Linked DNA regions of Sus scrofa: regions 1 and 2 are each linked to region 3. The links are chromatin contacts, called in public HiChIP or PLAC-seq maps. All regions are on one chromosome and are shown on one strand. The core of a region is the stretch at or near the end of the contact, and the rest is flanking DNA. Distances in the headings are between cores, read along the strand shown.

Region 1 (3,389 bases), core at 5-2,504, 130 kb after region 3:
CATACCACAGCAGTGACAACACTGGATCCTCAACCCACGTGGCCACCAGGGAGCTCCATGTTAGTGGCTTTTAAGCTGCGATATACATGATGAGAAGGAACCAGCCATAGGAGAATCAGGAACACAGTATCCCACATGTCAGCAAGACCAAGAGCAAAAGCCAATGAGAATGAATGAGCTCGGTTCGAGAGACAAAAAGCAAGCTGGTGTTGCCAGAGCATGATGGGAAGGGAGTGTGGTTTACGATGCAGTCAAAGAAGCAGGCAGGAACCAGACAACTGAGAGCCTTGAAGGCCAGAGGAGGGTGGCATTTTCGCTAAGCTGATCAAGTTGTCTTCAATGCTATTTTCCTATAATCATCTGGAAGTGCTAATTCTTATTTCCAATCTAGCAATGGTTACCTTAAAAGTTATTTAAATGTATGTACATTACAAAAATATATTGGTAATCATATAAATTCATATGGCATAAAAAATGTAGTGCCCCTTGCTCTTTTGCACCAAGCCCTTCACTGTCCCCAGAGAGAGCTCTGATAGGCGTCAGAGCAGGTGTTCCAATGTATTTAAATACATACATGCACATACATACTTCTTAACATACACAACACAGAATTATGACATACGTTCTGTCTATAATTTTTCTCATTATTAAGTCTGGCAAATCCTTCCTTATTCTTTCCTAAAGATATAGACTTTTCCAAATACGGATCCACTATGGTTTAACTATTCTCCTAACGATGAGCAGTTACCAATGCTTTTAAATAAAAATGTTAGATTTACGCATCCATCTTAAGGAGTTACAAGAACACCAACCAAATCTAAAACAGAAGGAAGGAAATAACAATAATAAAGAACGAAACGGGAAAAATGGTGGCTTACTGTTTAAACTGGCAATTGTTTACTAGCATCGGGCTGGCCAGTGGAGTGGTATTAGAAAACTGGCTGCTGCCTAGTATCCTGCTTTCTCCTTTCTTGAATGCTCGACATGTCTACATGCCACCCAATTCTGAACCGAAGCTTATCAGTAGCTATTAAACTTTCACACAGGAACTTTAGGATAGGAAATCAGTACTTCATATACTTAAACATTTTAAGCCTGACAAAGTAAAATTTAAAACACGGTTTACAAACAGACATCACACCCTTAAAGGAAATAACAGAAACAATTAGTAATCTCTCTATGCTCTCTTCATAGAGATTTCAAAATAAATCTAAGGTTGTGCATAGGATGTGGGTTTTTCACTGGGAGTAGTATTACAGAAGGTTTGTGGTATTAAAGGGTCATGACACAATGCAGGTTGCTTAGTCTCAAATGCAAGGGTAAAGCTTACATTAAAAAAAAGTATTTTAAATTACACCCACAAGTGAAAAATGTAACAAAAAGAGAGATTATGCTACATAAGGATATATACAAGCTCTCCCTCTCTCCTTTGAAAAAGTTATACTATTTTAGAGACCATTAAAAGCCATTGTCTTGACTGTTTTAAAAGTTAAATAATACTTTTTTTTCAAGGCTATATTATGAAACTATGTTCAACGGTCACAGAGGCAACCATATTAACTTGCCACAGCAGGGGCACGATTTCTCAGTCCTAATTTGATATTTTCAATTAAAGCAAAATACATTAAGCAAATTATAACTGCATATGAAATTACTATAGTAACAGAAAACACAATGATTTGAGTAAATCCGTGACAGTTGATAAGCAATCACCGTGATTAATCAACATAGCCTTACTGAAACATCAATAGCAACCACTAAGCTTTAGTAAGTTATTACTGATTTGTACTTTGCCCTAAGACAAATTAATCAGAATGGTAAATGTGGTAAATAGTAGCCCCTCCATGACTTCAAGTGACTCATTTGAAATATCTAAAAACAAATCATACTCATACCATGTACTATTGGTAAGTTTCTAAAACAGTTTCCTGTAACTTCAGGTCACAGACAAAAAGGTTTGGACATTCTTTACGTTTTAGTAACTAGAAAAAAAAAGTACATATAAATACTTTTAAGAAATAATAAGGTAAGATGAAAAGTATGGAAGAGAGAATTCAAAAATTTTTTCTTACTACAGAGACTGATTTAATTCCATTTCAGAAGAGAAATAAAACCACACATTTTAAAGTGATGTTTCTTATAAAACCAGCAAAATACACACATGAAAAATGCATTTGCACAAGGTCTAAAAGCTAGAAAATATTTCTTATAAATCAGTTTAATTTGAAATGGATTAACTTTGTGACCAATACTTAAAATTCTACATAATTCCAGGGATTCCTAAAATTCATGGAATTATATACACTATTTTTAGTAACAACTTTTCTCAGTTTTAGATTTATAGAAAAACTGAGAGGAGTTCCATAAACTCCCTTGCACTGTTTCTCCTATTATTTTATTTTTGTCTTTTTAGGGCCACACCCATGGCATATGGAGGTTCCCAGGCAAGGGGTCTAATCAGAGCTGTAGCTGCCAGCCTACACCACAGCCACAGCAACACCAGATCTGAGCTGCATCTGCAACCTACACCATAGCTAGCGGCAATGCCAGATCCTTAACCCACTGAGGGAGGCCAGGGATCAAACCCGCAACCTCATGGTTCCTAGTTGGATTAGTTTCTGCTGTGCCACAGGGAAACTTCTGTTTCTCCTATTATTAATATCCACGTGGTTAGGATTAGTGAACTAATATCTATACATTGTTACTAACTATGCAAGTTTCTTTTTTTTTAAACCTAATGCCCTTTTTCTGTTCTAGGATCCCATGCAGGATACTACGTTACATTTAGCTGTCATACCTTCTTAGGTTCCTCATGGCTGTGCTACTTTCTCAGACGTCACATGTTTTTCATGATCCTGATAGCTTTGGGGAGTATTACTGGTCAGGTATTTTGTCAGATGCTCCACTATCACGATTTGTCTGCTACTTTTCTCATGGTAAGACTGTGCTTACGGGTTACTGGGGGAACGCAGAGGTGAAGTGCCACTTCATCACATCCAACCAAGGGTACATACTACCAGTGCGATTTACAACGCTGACGCTGACTTGGATCTGGGAGAGGGTCCTCTGTGGTAAAGTTACTCTTCTCCTCGCCCTTCCCACACGATACCCTTTGGAAGGAAGTCACTGTGCACAGCCTACACGTAGGGAATAGAAATTTATACTTCCCTCCTGAAGGCAGAGTATCCACAAAGATTATCTGGAATTCTTTCACAGAGAGATGATCTCTTCTCCCTCATTTGCTAATTTATTCAATCACTATTTATATCAGTATGCATCCGTGGGTATTTACTTTATACCTTTTGTAACCCACTACTATGTTAAATATTTTTTCCTACCTTAAACATGGTTCTGTCTTTGGCCATTTGGAGCTTTTTTGCAGTTGGCTT
Region 2 (3,474 bases), core at 970-3,469, 220 kb after region 3:
CCACATTGTAAACTTTTAGTATAAGCAGGAAAGCCAAGTGAATTCATGAATGGAATAGAGAAAAGGGTTAAGCAGTTCACCTTTAGAGGACAATGAAATAAACAACATACACAAATACACAAAATTTTAGGAAATATTTACAAATGAAATATTCCAATTAAAGACATGACATTAAATAATGTCAGATATTATCTCTGCCTTAATTCACATGATACACAAAAAATGACTCAAAATGGACAACAGGCCTGAATATAAAATCCACAACTATGAAACTCCTTGAAAAAAACAGGACGCACAACCCTGGAAAAGACAAAATTTGTTAACGGGACATAAACACTAACCATAAAAGAAAAAAATAATTAAAATACTATATTGGACTTGAAACTTACAAAGCTCTGCTCTTCAAAAGATACCATGAAGACAATGAATAGTAGGCCACAAATTGAGAGAACAGCATTGTCAACATGTGCATCTGACAAAAGGTGGGTATCCAGAATACATGAAAAACTCTTAAAATCAATAATTAAGAAGGCAAACAACACATTTGTTAAAAATGAATAAGAACTTAAACTGCCACTTTCCAAAACAAAACAGTCAAGTGGCCAACAAACAACAGAAAACATCTAACATCCTTAAGTCCCTAGGGAAACTCAAGTTTAAACCACACACTACATAGACATTAGAATGGCTACAATTCTAAAACTGGTCAGACCAAGTGTGGCCAAAGACGGGAGCGCTTTGACATACCCATGCCAGGAGTACGTAGCAGTTCAACCACCTGAACTGTTTGGCAATTTTCATATGACTCAGCCAGACAAATAAAAAAAACACATGTCCACAAAAAGACCTGCAATTCAAAGTTCAGGGAAGCTTTACTCATGACAGCCAAAGCCCAGAAACAACCCGAATATTCAGAAAAATAAATGGTCAAATTGTGATATATTCATTCATTGTAATATCACTCAGTAGTATATAGAAACTGCTGATACGTACATCAACATACATGAATCATTGGGATGAGTGAAAGAAGCCTGATGCAAAAGAATACATACCATAGGATTCCCCTTATAGGAAGTTCAAGAACAAGAATATCATAGAAGAAAAGCTTTCTTAATTACCAGGAGTTCCCACTGTGGCTCTGCGGGTTAAGAACATGACATAGCTTCTGTGAGGATGCAGGTTTGATCCCTGACCCCGCTCAGTGGGTTAAGGATCCAGTGTTGCTGCAAGCTGTGGCACAGGTCACAGATGCAGTTTGGATCTTGCATTGCCACAGCTCTGGCACAGGCTACAGCTGCAGCTCCCATTCGACCCCTGGCCCAGGAAATTCTGTAGGTATGGCCGAAAAAGAAAAAAAAATACAATACCAAAAGCACAAATGACAAGAATATACATATATATTTGATGAGTCTAATACATATTTATGATAATATTTATATTCACATATATCTCAGACTCATCAAAATTTTAAATGTTTTGTACCTCACTGAATGCCATCAAGAAAGTGAAGAGAAAACCCACAAAATGGGGAAAAATATTTGCAACCCATGAGATCTCTATATAGGATATATAAATAACTTATGATTCAGTAATAAAAAGGCAAACAAACCAATTTAAATAAAAATGGGCATTGAATAAGAATACAAAATTGTCCAAAGAGGAAATAACTATTAAAAAATAATAATAATAAATAATAAAATAGATTACAAAAATAAATAAATAAAATTCTCCAAAGATATACAGCCTGGCAATTCCTCAAATGGCTAAACATAGAATTACCATGTGAGCCAGCAATTCCACTCCTAGGTATATATTCAAAAGAAACAAAAATCTATGTCCACACAAAACTTACACAATGAATGCTCATGGCAGCCTTATCTATAATAGCCAAAACGTGGAAACAATCCAAATGTCCCCCAACTGCTGAATACATAAAAACACTGGTATATCCAAAAGGTGGAATATTATTCAGTCCTGAAAAGAAATGACGTGCGGATACATGCTACAACATGGATGAACCTAGAAAACACGACGCTAAGTGAAAGGAGCCAGTCACAAAAGGAAACATGCTGTATAATTCCATTTTTATGAAATGGCCAGAATTCAGAAAGTAGATTAGTTGTTGCTGAAGATGGGAGTCGGAGTGAGGGAACCAGGAAGGGCAGGCAGTGACTACTGATGGATATGCAGTTCCTTTTGGGGGTGATGACAAGGCTCTAAAACTGACCGTGGTGATGGTTGCACAACTCTGTGGGTACATGAAAAACCACTGAATTGTACACTTCGCACGGGTGAATTGCAACATATATGAATTACAGCTCAAAAAAGTTGTTATATAAAAAAAGAACACGCAAAATATACCCACAGCGATAAAAATCAGAAGAACGGTTTCAGAGGGTGGGGCTGCTAAAAGGGACACAAAGGAACTTTCTAGGATGACAGAAATCATCTGTGTTCCCGGGCGTGTGGACTTTACACAGGTGTACACATTTGTCAAAGTTCAAACTATGCATTTCTCCAATGCAAACTACAAACAACTTTATAGAAATTTATTAAAAATACTGCCACTGGTTAATGACATTGCAGGAAGTGAGAATTAGGTGAGAAACTCTTTTAATATTAGAAGCCCTTCAGAATATTTTTTAAACCCTGACTATTGCTATCATAGAAAAAGTGACTGTTCTTGAAATACGAAGCATACCCCTTCCATAAAGAAAGGAAGATATGGGAGTTCCCGTAGTGGCGCAGTGGTTAACGAATCCGACTAGGAACCATGAGGTTGCGGGTTCAGTCCCTGCCCTTGCTCAGTGGGTGAAGGATCCAGCGTTGCCGTGAGCTGTGGTGTAGGTTGCAGACTCGGCTCGGATCCCGCGTTGCTGTGGCTCTGGCGTAGGCCGGTGGCTACAGCTCCGATTCGACCCCTAGCCTGGGAACCTCCATATGCCGCGGGAGCGGCCCAAGAAATAGCAACAATAACAACAACAACAAAAAAGACAAAAAGACAAAAAAAAAAAAAAAAAAAAAAAAGAAAGGAAGATATGAACACTACTTCCTTCCTTTTTTTCAAAATTGGTCATTCTACCAAATTTTAGAACTTTCTAAGGAAAATCTTTAGAATTGTTTTCCAACGCTATGGATAGAATGAAGAAGTCCTTCTGTCTGAGAGAACTGGATTTTCCAGAAGTAATACTTGTATTGATACTATCAAATCTCTCCCCATTAGCTACTTAGTCATGGTATATAAGAAAAAGAATTTATATACTCATTAAGAATATGTAGACGCTACAGAATGTGTACTTATAACCATCTATTTTTATTCTTTTTTGGTAAAAACAGTGAATTAAAAAACAAAAACAAAAACTCAGGAAGACTAGACAGGTTGCCACCTGGTTTCAATTCGATTAGAATACTCTTGACTTGGTAGTAGAGGCACACTGCCTGAATATGCCAAGTGTTTCCAAAGACTTCTCCTGG
Region 3 (3,398 bases), core at 34-2,533:
CTTAAAAAAAGCAAAATAAATAAATAAATAAAATCAAAGGGAGTCCCCACTGTGGCATAGTGGGTTAATGATGGCTTGTGTCTGTGGAGGCACCAGTTCCATCCCAGGCCCCGCATTGCTGCAGCTGAAGCACAGGTCACAGCTCTAGCTGAGATTCGATGCCTAGCCCGGAACTTCCATATGCCATGGGTTCAGCTGAGAAAGGAGGGAGGGAGGCAGGGAAAAGGGAAGGAAGGGAGGGGAGAGAGAGAGAAAGAAAAGCAAGAGGACATTAATGAAAAAAACTGGTGAAATCCAAATAAAATCTAAAATGTAATTAATAGCAATAAACCATGCAGTTCCTTAGTTTCAGCAAGTGTCATCACAGAAATGCAAGACGTAAATGATGGGAAAAGTGGGTGAGTGATACACACACGAACTCTGTACTCTGCCACTTTCTGTAAATCTCAAATTATTTCAACATAAAAAATTTCGTTTTTAAAGTACTAGCTGAACATAAGAAAGGACACACAGACCAGTCGCTGTCCTCAGAGGACCGTGCATCCTGGTTTGCCTGGGAGAGTCTCCAGTTTCTAACTGTCAACTCGGCGGCAGCATCAAGTACAAGCACCTCCTCTTACTTCCTCAAGCGCTCTGATTTAGACATTAAATTGTATGGTCACCCCAGCGAAAGGCACAGGCCACTCGGGAGTGGTCGGAGATGGGAAGCGACGGTGGCCTGGAGGGCTAGCTGGGGAGCGAGGAAGCCGAGCCAGAAGCCGGAGGGACAGGAAAGGGGGAGTCTGGCCCAGGCCTGGGCAGCTTCAAGAAGAAGGGCCCAGAGGAGGTAAGACCCAGGGTGTGTTCCTTTCAAGACACAGATGTGGGATTTGGAGAAAACTAAGGAAAGCAGCAGACACGATGAAAAAGATGGGGTCAGCCAGGTTTAGAACAGGACACGAACTTTATTGGGGCAGTCATGTATTTCCAACACACAGGAGGGAGAGTGGCTACACTGCCCTTCAACCCTCCAAATGAAAAACCTACCAAATCAGTTTTATTGAGAGAGATCCCCCCCATTTATCCATTCTTTCCCTAACTTGTCCTACACTTGCTCTGCGCCCTGAATACACACTGAGCTCCCGCTCACCCACACTAACTCTCAAAGGGACTGTGAGATTCCTCTCAACAGCAGTATTTCCACTTGCCAAGCTCTCAACCTAAACAAGCCTGAAGCAGCTGCTTCCCTGGGCCTTGGGCATCTGACCCCATCTCTGGTTCGGTCATGTGCTCTGCTGACTCAGAGCCCAGACGCCTCCTCTCCAGGACGCCCCGCCCTGCCCCCCACGTGTTGCCCTCAGTAAAGCATGACCCCCAGGTTTTCTTAGGAACTCCGAAGCTCAATGGGAAGAAGCATTTTCTGAAAACCCTGTTGCTCTTTCAGGGAAGATCTGAATCCTCAACAGCTTTTACTATGAAAAGTAAACAGTGTGATTCAGTTTCACTTTCTATTTAAATACTTCAGGAACTAGTTCATACGCTGTTATACTCAGAGAATGGAGACTTAAAAAAAAATCTTGCCCTTTGAATAATTCCATCACCTTGAGATTTTCAAACCCTTGAAAACCCCAGCAGATTTACTATACTTAGTGGAGTCTCTGTAACGTATCACGCAGTGTCTTGTGCTTATGGTCCTGTCCAGAGACTAGGTAATCTGCCTGCTCATTTAAACATTTCCCGAGAGGCAAGGAAAGGGCTACAGTGTGAAGTCTGAATGGCTAATAGCCTCACGTCAGAGGCCCTGGTAGGAAAAGAGGAGGAAGGAGGGCCAGGTCACCTCTGCTGGGCTGAGGGGGCGTGGGGAGCAGGGGTGACTCACCTGAAATGGGTCTAGAAAGGCCTGAGCGAGTTGGGCCCGGCTCCCGGGCTGGCAGCACGTCCAGGCTCTCCTCCCGCTGCAGCTCCGCCTGGAGCTGAGAAGCACGGGGCGGTGACTGCATAGCCAGGTGCCCAGCGCGACTACTGGTAAAATACCCTGATGAATGAAATTGGTTCTTCTGCAACAAGGCTCCTATTCTTTGGGTTGTGTGTCCTTTTCCAGATTAAACTAGCAAAATGTGGACTTTTGTAAAATCTCAGCCACCTAGCTCTCTGCTGTCTAAATTTTCAAGCCTTCAGGTCCCTGTCGGTCAGCAAAAATCCTTGCATTTTGGAAAACCAATTACCAATGAAGGAGCCAGGAGGTGGAACTGGATCACAGTGCTTTTAGCCCAAGGCAGCAGAGCCGAGCCCTTCCCTCTCAAAGAGCGGGCGTCGCCTCCCACGGAGAGGAGCCGGCCGCTCCACGGTGCTGCTCTCCAGTCGGCTTCCCAGCACCTCTGCAGTCATAACCAAAGCAAAGGAGAATACTGTACGACTTCAGCAAAAGCCAGCCCCTGTGCAACATCTTCAGGAAATTCTGCACTCCCTGGGGCTTGCAAAACTCCCTGTGTCTTGCAGACCAGAGGCAAGATCTCAGTCACCTCGCTCTAGTTTGCATAATTAAAGGAAGTGGAAGGTGGTTATTTTCTGGGTGACCCCTGACCCAACCAAGCTCACAGGACCTATAACAGAAATAAGACAGTGATAAAATGAGGTGTTGTAGCCGTGACCGCTTTTATGATTTAAAAGAACAAGAAAAACCAGGTCCCTGGATGCCCACCTGACCCCCGACGTACTAGGCTCTTAGAGCCAAGGCCGTGTCCACCGTACTGTTATTTTTTGAGTGCCATACAGCAGTATAATTTCGTAATTCATAAATTTCATAAATCGTAATTCATACGGCATTTCAGAGAAACACCGCACTAATATCTTCTGTAATTCCTTGACCTCCATTTTTTTTACATAGAAAGCAAGGCCAACGGTCTGTTGACTCCCTCTCACATCCTCACTTTCTTTCCTGTCTTTCTCCCATTGTCCTATCAATATATTAGCCATCTTTGGAGAAAAAAATCAAAACACCAATTTTAAAGCCACATTCAGTATGGCTACGCGGCGGGGGAGAAGGGTGCACCTTCCAGGCCAGCAGCCCTACCTCCTGTCCACACTGGGCAGCCAGGTGGATGGCCTTTGTACAAAGAGTCTTACACCCAAGGGAAAGAGACTGAAAATCCCTCGGGCTGGTCTAAATCCCTTCCTATGAGGAAGGCACAAACTAAGACCCAGAGCCTTGCCCTGACACAAGCTGAAGCCACTTTCAGCAGAGCCATTGCTAGAAACTAGGTCTCAAACTCCTAGTCTAGGGCAACCAAAAAGTCCAAGGAGCTTTGAAGAGAGAGGGGCGCTCAAAACAGAACTCTTTCAATCAAAACCCACCTGGCCCGGGCCGCCGCCCGTCTGGGTGAGCTAAACTGAGATGCCTCCACCTCCGCCCCCACTTC

What was found. HiChIP or PLAC-seq counts read pairs in DNA pulled down with a chosen protein or histone mark.
Region 1: an H3K27ac HiChIP or PLAC-seq map of alveolar macrophages shows a contact between it and region 3. The contact joins two enhancer-like sites. A contact is called at or near these places in 1 of 47 Hi-C or Micro-C datasets (blood) and 1 of 2 datasets of contacts at active chromatin or transcription factors (alveolar macrophages).
Region 2: a contact with region 3 is called in an H3K27ac HiChIP or PLAC-seq map of alveolar macrophages. The contact joins two enhancer-like sites. A contact is called at or near these places in 1 of 47 Hi-C or Micro-C datasets (epiblast stem cells) and 1 of 2 datasets of contacts at active chromatin or transcription factors (alveolar macrophages).

Annotation. Positions count from the first base shown.
Region 1 is chr4:124,549,141-124,552,529 of Sscrofa11.1, reverse strand. The region is part of intron 16 of EVI5 (ecotropic viral integration site 5 protein homolog); the gene reads right to left. Among named protein-coding and RNA genes, the nearest start is that of GFI1, 69 kb to the left of the region's middle. Within about 2 kb of position 1,254, at least 8 of the 83 cell types and tissues checked have an H3K27ac peak or open chromatin away from gene starts, as enhancers often do. A contact at or near this core is called in alveolar macrophages, where this site is marked.
Region 2 is chr4:124,461,981-124,465,454 of Sscrofa11.1, reverse strand. All of the region lies in intron 2 of EVI5 (ecotropic viral integration site 5 protein homolog), which reads right to left. Among named protein-coding and RNA genes, the nearest start is that of EVI5, 96 kb to the right of the region's middle. Within about 2 kb of position 2,219, at least 4 of the 83 cell types and tissues checked have an H3K27ac peak or open chromatin away from gene starts, as enhancers often do. A contact at or near this core is called in alveolar macrophages, where this site is marked.
Region 3 is chr4:124,681,791-124,685,188 of Sscrofa11.1, reverse strand. The region is part of intron 2 of LOC110260382 (a long non-coding RNA gene); the gene reads right to left. Among named protein-coding and RNA genes, the nearest start is that of GFI1, 64 kb to the right of the region's middle. Within about 2 kb of position 1,283, at least 46 of the 83 cell types and tissues checked have an H3K27ac peak or open chromatin away from gene starts, as enhancers often do. A contact at or near this core is called in alveolar macrophages, where this site is marked.